Regions from separate parts of the Mus musculus genome. Here region 1 is linked to region 2. Evidence: chromatin contacts called from public Hi-C data. All regions are on one chromosome and are shown on one strand. The core of a region is the stretch at or near the end of the contact, and the rest is flanking DNA. Distances in the headings are between cores, read along the strand shown.

Evidence for each region. Hi-C and Micro-C count contacts between places; a contact is called where the count stands out from the background.
Region 1: a Hi-C map of liver shows a contact between it and region 2, with 4 times the contacts expected there. The contact joins two enhancer-like sites. A contact is called at or near these places in 1 of 484 Hi-C or Micro-C datasets (liver) and 1 of 115 datasets of contacts at active chromatin or transcription factors (embryonic stem cells).

Annotation. Positions count from the first base shown.
Region 1 is chr14:18,961,346-18,964,725 of GRCm38.p6, reverse strand. No RefSeq gene overlaps it. Among named protein-coding and RNA genes, the nearest start is that of Ube2e2, 69 kb to the right of the region's middle. Within about 2 kb of position 1,270, at least 5 of the 459 cell types and tissues checked have an H3K27ac peak or open chromatin away from gene starts, as enhancers often do. A contact at or near this core is called in liver, where this site is marked.
Region 2 is chr14:18,374,723-18,378,018 of GRCm38.p6, reverse strand. No RefSeq gene overlaps it. Among named protein-coding and RNA genes, the nearest start is that of Ube2e1, 45 kb to the right of the region's middle. Within about 2 kb of position 1,583, at least 13 of the 459 cell types and tissues checked have an H3K27ac peak or open chromatin away from gene starts, as enhancers often do. A contact at or near this core is called in liver, where this site is marked.

The sequences.
Region 1 (3,380 bases), core at 21-2,520, 590 kb before region 2:
CTACTCCCAAATTACTCTAGCTTATGTCAAGTTGATATAAAAACCAGCCATCACATGAAGTTATAGTCTGACAGCTGGAGGACCCTTGAAGGGAGAGAATGTGGCCCCAGATCACCAGTAGAAAAGACCAAAGAGGGGCTCATGATTCAGGACTAGAAAGACAGATTCTGTCCTACTCTCCCAGACCATATCTGCTTGTTCTTGGACAAGTAGAGGGACTGGATTGAGCCATGAAGCCTTCATTTATTCCTAGTGAGGGAAGGGTCAGGTAGAAGGTTGGCTGCTGCAGTTGGAAACTCACCCTGCAGACCAAGAATAACAAAGGAGGAGTCAGCACAGCTCCAGGTATCAGTGCTGGAGTTGGTCAACTTTGGGATGGAAAACATATCCTTACATGTGCTGTCAGGAAGCTGTTGGAATTCATCAAAAGACCCTCACTCGCAAAGACCATAGAAACTGCCATTGTTACAAACCGCATGAGGATTTTTATTGATCCAACATGTTGGGGACTCCCCTCTCAGCAAGCAGACCAGAAGAGAGACCCAGAACAAAGAAAGATCACACTTTTTATACCTTTGCAAGAGGCAGATTTGAGCAACAGGGTTCTCATTGGTGTAGCCCTTTCAGGCATTGGTTGGTTTGTATAGTGACTAAGTAACCCTTTGGCCTAGTTCCACACTTTGCCTGCCCTCATAGTAGATTATTATGATTTGGTCAGCTTTTAGCTATTAACATCACAGGGAATTCTAGCAAGGTCAGGGGATCTGCAGTCTTTCTCAGAATTTAGTGTGGGGCAGGGTAGGGGGATTTCTCTGGGAGCTGCTATCTTGTTACAGTTTTTTCTCTGAGAACAGCTAATATTATTTTGGCAGTTGCAAGCTTAGTCATTTTGACCGCTAAAACTATGTTTTTACATTTGTTTAGTCAGCCAGTTGTCTGGCTCTGCACTTGGCCTGCTAGGACAGTTTGGAAAGTCCTCTTCGAAGGGGGAAGGTACCGGGTGGTCTTGAACTCATTTTGAATATTACAAAGCCACTGCTGGAAGACTACATCCCCACCTGGGGCTTCACCTCAGTGTGAGCACCTACCAAACTAGAATGACAATTCTACACTAGAATAAACCTGAGGACTCTAGGCAAAGAGTTTTCTAATTCAGCCTCCTGCTGTTAAGGCCTGGCCTATTGCCCTTTATTGACAACAGAGTACAGGTTGTCCACCAGCAGGGTGAAAGGTGCTTTTCCACCTGCTTTGTCTATACCAACTAGGCCAAACCTGTGTTTACATAAGTCTGGAGAAGGAAAGAATCCAGACCCTGGAACAAGATTAGAGCGATCGGTCAGCCTTAGAACTGTGCTGTTTATTTATGTGTTTAATTGGGGCAAAGTTCTGGGTTCTGTTTCTAGGTGCTATAATCAAAGCCCCAAGGGATTGTCAGAGAACATTTAAAGGTTTGTGTTGGGAATTGATTCTAATGCTTTGTCTTAATTTGGCTCTCAAAATCACTCTAGAATCTACATGTCCAGATGTTGAGGGACCCTGTCCCCAATTGGTTTCTGATTGATCAATAAAGAGCCAGAAGCCAATGGCAGGGCATGAGGACAAAGGCAGAACTTTTAGGATTCCCTGAAAGAAACACAGAGGGAAAAGGGAAGATTTGTCATGGCTCAGAAGCAGAGAGATCAAATTAAGAGCTGCAGGAGAGAAATCATCCAGCAATGTACGTACAAAGGGAAAGTGGGCCTGTGGAAGGGCTGTCCAGAAAGAGACAGGGCAGTAAAGATAAAATACAGATTTAGAACGTGTTAATTCAGGAATCCTGGAGGGGGAGTGTGTGCTAGCTGCAGGGAGGTTTGGAAGTGCCCAGCCATTGAGCTAGTTAAGACAGATTTAGAACAATTGGGTGGGTGCACACTCACCAGGGACATAGAGTAGCCATTCAAGATTTACTGCTACAGGTTTGAGAAAAGTATCTGGAATCCTGGATGATGTTATAATAACCTATGAATATCAATGGAGACACAACTGTAGCTCCCTTTGCCCCCACCCTACATTGTGACCATAATCTCTCTTATACTGTACTTAGATTCTGCCATATGTCCCAGAACACAGGACAAGTAGAGTGGCCTTGGACACATTTCCAAGCCTCCTAGGATCATTTATTCACCACCAAAAGCAGAAAGACTGAAATTCTGCGTTCTCCCCAGTACATAGTCTATGACTCTGTGGTGTTCCATAATTTCAAGGCTGATCTTCCTGTTGTCACTGATGCATGCAGAAGAGTTTTGAGTCTGCCAGAGGCTATGGGGCCACTGCATAGTGAGAGAAAAGCCACAAATGAATGGGTTCTCTTTAAACATTTACACCATATCACTGAAGGAAGTCATAGAAGGAACCTAAAACTGACAGCATTAAGGGGCACAGTGTGCTAGCTTGTTGACTCAAGCTCAGCTAGTTTTCTTACACAGCCCAGACCCAAGATCTATGGATGGTGCTGCCCATGGGGCCCACCTATACCAATTAGCAATCAAGATAATCTCTCAAACATTTGATGGAGGCAATTCTTCAAATAAAATGCCCTCTTCCCAGGTGACTTTATATTTTATACACTGGTCAATAAAAACTGACCAGAGCATAAATGTAGACCTTATCTCAAATAAAAGCAATCTTTTTTTTAATTGGATATTTTATTTGTTTACATTTCAAATGCAATGGCCTCTCCCAGGTTCCCCTCTGTAAACCCCCTATCCCATCCCCCCTTACCCTGCTTCTATGAGGGTGCTCCCCCACCCACCCATCCACTCCCGCTTCACTGACCTAGCATTCCTCTACACTGGTTCATCAACAGGACCAAGAGCCTCCAATTCCATTGATGCCAAATAAGGCCCTTTCAGCTCCTTCAGTCCTTCCCCCTAACCTCTCCATCAGGGTCCCTGTGCTCAGTCCTATGGTTGGCTGTAAACATCCACATTTGTGTTGTTCAGGATCTGGCAGAGCCTCTCAGGAAATAGCTGTATCAGGCTCCTTTCAGTTTGGTGTCTGCATGTGGGATGGATCCCAGGTGGGGCAGTCTCTGGATGGTGTTTTCTTCAGTATCTGCTCCACTCTTTGTCCCTGCGTTTCCTTTAGACAAAAGCAATTCTGGGTTAAAATTCTGGAGATGTGTGGGCGGCCCCATCCCTCAACAGGGAGCAGGGGAAGGGAGAGGCCATGCCGAACCTCTGGATATGGTCTCTATAGGTTCTACCTCCCCTTTGTGAGATATTTCAGTTAAACTCATCCCTGTATGGTCCTGGGAGGCTCTTGCTTTCCTGGAACCTGGGACTTTCTGGACGCTACCCCCAGTTCCCCATTCACACCTCTGCTCAATTTTCGATGCTCTG
Region 2 (3,296 bases), core at 334-2,833:
GGGTGCAGAGTGTGACCTGTCTCAAAAAGCAAAGAACAGCAAAGGCAGACAGAGGACTAACTCCCCTTGGAGGTGCTTCCACACGGCTTAGCCCCAGCAGCTCTATGAAGATCACATCGCTCTTACTGTCCCAGGCCAAAGTCAGGAAGTACCAATCAAGCCATTAATTGGAAATCTGCTTTAAAACAAGTAACAGGAATTGGAATATCAGTGAGGTTCTAGAATTTACTGTTTAAAAATGCAAAACAGGTTGCTAATGGCCCCATAGAGGATGGTGAGGCATTTATCTTGTCTGTCCCCAAAACCCTCAATTTCAGAAGAAAGGAGCTGATTCAGTCAGGAGTCTCTAGAAGAGTGGTTCTCAAGCTGTGGGTCACAACCATCAAAAAACACATTATTGCCAATGGTCTTAGGAACTGAGACACTGCTCAGAGCAAAATTACAGTTATGAAATAGCCATAAAAAAAACTTTATGGTGGGGGGTAACCATGATATAAAGAACTGTATTAAAAGGCCATAGCATTAGAAAAGTTGAGAACCACTGAGCTAAAATAAACAGAACCAAGAAGATGAAAACACACATTCCCATACACATATACATACATATACAAACACACACAGAGGTACATACATGTATATGAGAGACACAAATACTCACACACACATATACAGACACACACATACACTCACACACAGGCACAAACACACTCACAAACACATATACAGACATATACAGACACACATACAGAGACACACATATACACACCCAGAGATATAAACACTAACACACATACACAGACAGACACTCACACATACACTCACACATATGCACACACACATACACACACACCACACATACACACACACATACACACACATACACACACATACACACACACACACACACACACACACACACACACACATACCTTCAACAGCCAGAGTAGACCCAGAATAGCTGTCTCTTACTAGAGGACTATAACCAGTGGTCACTCAGTACACAAGTCAGGGGACCTCAGCATTCACAATCTGGCACTGGGAGACCAGAAAGTTCCTAGAGAGCCACTGCTCTCTGTTCCACAATGAAAGCTTGGAAATACTGGTCCTGCCAGTGAAAGAATTGGCAAGTCAACTCAGCAGCAAGAAGGAAGACCAAGTGAAGGTGAGACAACTTCCCTCTGACATAGACATGTTGTCTGGGCCTGCAATTGGGGTGGGCTTTCCCCATCAATCAAGGCAATCGGGACAATGCTTCAGATGAGGGTCCCTACTTAGGAGGTGCTAATTTGTAGCAAATTGACATGAAAACCAACCATAACAATGGCAGATGCTGGATGCCATAGCTAGACCCAAGGAAACATTTGTGAGTTGGAACTAGGACTGCTCCAAGGAGATGAATTGTGGCCTGACTACTGCTTGGCAAGAAAATGACTCCTTTGGCCTGCTCGGCTCTTGAAAGATCAGCTCCACTCAGAAGACAGACTGCTGAGTGAGCTCAGCTTAAACCTAGATGTCAGCCATTGGCTTCTCAGCTGGACACCCTGTTGCAGTGGCATTAGGACACACTGTGTCCACTTGGCATGTGTGTAAAGCCAGCAGGCATCCTTAACACTGACCCAGACTACCCTGCACACTTGCTCCGTGGTTTCTCACCTGGCACCCTGAAGCTGTGGCTTGTGGCCAAGCTGTTTCATAACTTCATGTTTGTACAAACTTGGGTGTGGGATGCGAAGGGCAAAGGGAACTGGAATAGAGGGGTCCAAGACCTTAGTTAACCCTCTGTGATCTACCATCTGGGCACACATACTCTAGTCCTAGTGAATCTGTAGGGTGTCAACTTTCTCTCTATAATGGCAAAGGGACTCACCTAAGGACACTTCCCTCCTACCCAAAGCCAATTTAAAAAGGTCTGTGGGGGGGGGGGGGGGCAGGGGGGGTCCTTCCTTTTCTTGCAGTCTCCCCCTGCTGTGTCAATAAATACAATTCTTTCTTCTACCTCATCCCTGTCCCCCTGCCCCTGAGACAGTCCGAAGCATGTGATATCAGCAGTTTTCACTGTCCGTTGTCAGATTCAGATTCCTCCAGAGCCTCCTGAGGTTGCTATTTTTCCCCAAAGGCATGCACTAGTGCTAGTGACGTACACATGCACTTCTGTGTACTTCTTGCCAAGTGAGCACCCATACCCTGGGCCTAAGCCTTTCAGAAGCTGGCTGGGATGAGCACTGTGGGCCTTGGACAGAAGTGACAGGCAGCTGTGGACAGTTGCCAGGGCTGACCCTGCCTCTAGTGGAGTCAACTGCTCTCCATTCTCAATCCTGTTGCTTGATTGAGCAGACCCTACTTCCATTATCATTTCCAGGAAGGGACCAGGGACCTCAGACTGTCCTCAGTTTAAGGGTGGATACCTGACTCCATGAGAAGGCACCACAGGATTGTTGCTGGTACTGTTAGGACTGAGACAAGCACCTTGGGAAAGGCAGATGCACTGTTTGACTTGGGATCACCGAGTCCTCCAGATAGATTTGTCCCCTTTGGTTTCCCAGTTATGTGATCCCCCTTTCTCATGAAGCAATGCTTGGTTCACTCTGTCCCTTATAGTTAAGTCCCAACCAGGGCTGGGAAGATGGCTCAGTAGATAAAGTGCTTGCTGTACAAGCCTGGTGACCACATTCCAATCCTCAGACGTAAGAGCCAGGCAGGCATGGCTGTTACCTGTAATCCCAGCACTCAGGAAGAATGGGGCGAGGCGGGCTGGATGAGCTTGGGGTTCAGTGAGAGACCCTGCCTAAAAGCTTTGTGTCTTCTGATGTCATTTTTCATTTCATGTTTTAATCAAGTAACTGCATTATTTTTATATTTTTGTTTGTTTGTTTATTTTGTGTGTGTTTTTTCAACAAATGCACACACATACACACACACACACTATGGTGTATACGGATAAATATACGTAGAAATCAGCAGACAATTTTGGGGAGTCTGTTCTCTTCTTCTGCCATGTGGGTTCTGGGGACTGAGCTCAGATCAGAAAGTACCTTTACCTGCTGAGCCATCTTCCTGATCCTCTACTTTGAGTGACATCAGAAGACACAAAGTGATAATAACTTCAGGCCTCCATGTGTACCTCACAAACACACACATGCATTTTTAAAAGTCCAAACCAGAAGATGTTGATACAGTTCAACTGTTATGTGCTTGTCTAGTATGTACAAGGCCCTGGGTTCAATCCCCTGCACTACATAAAGCAGTGCTTACTTGTGATCCCACAACTCTACCTAGGAAGTAGAACCAGGATTAGA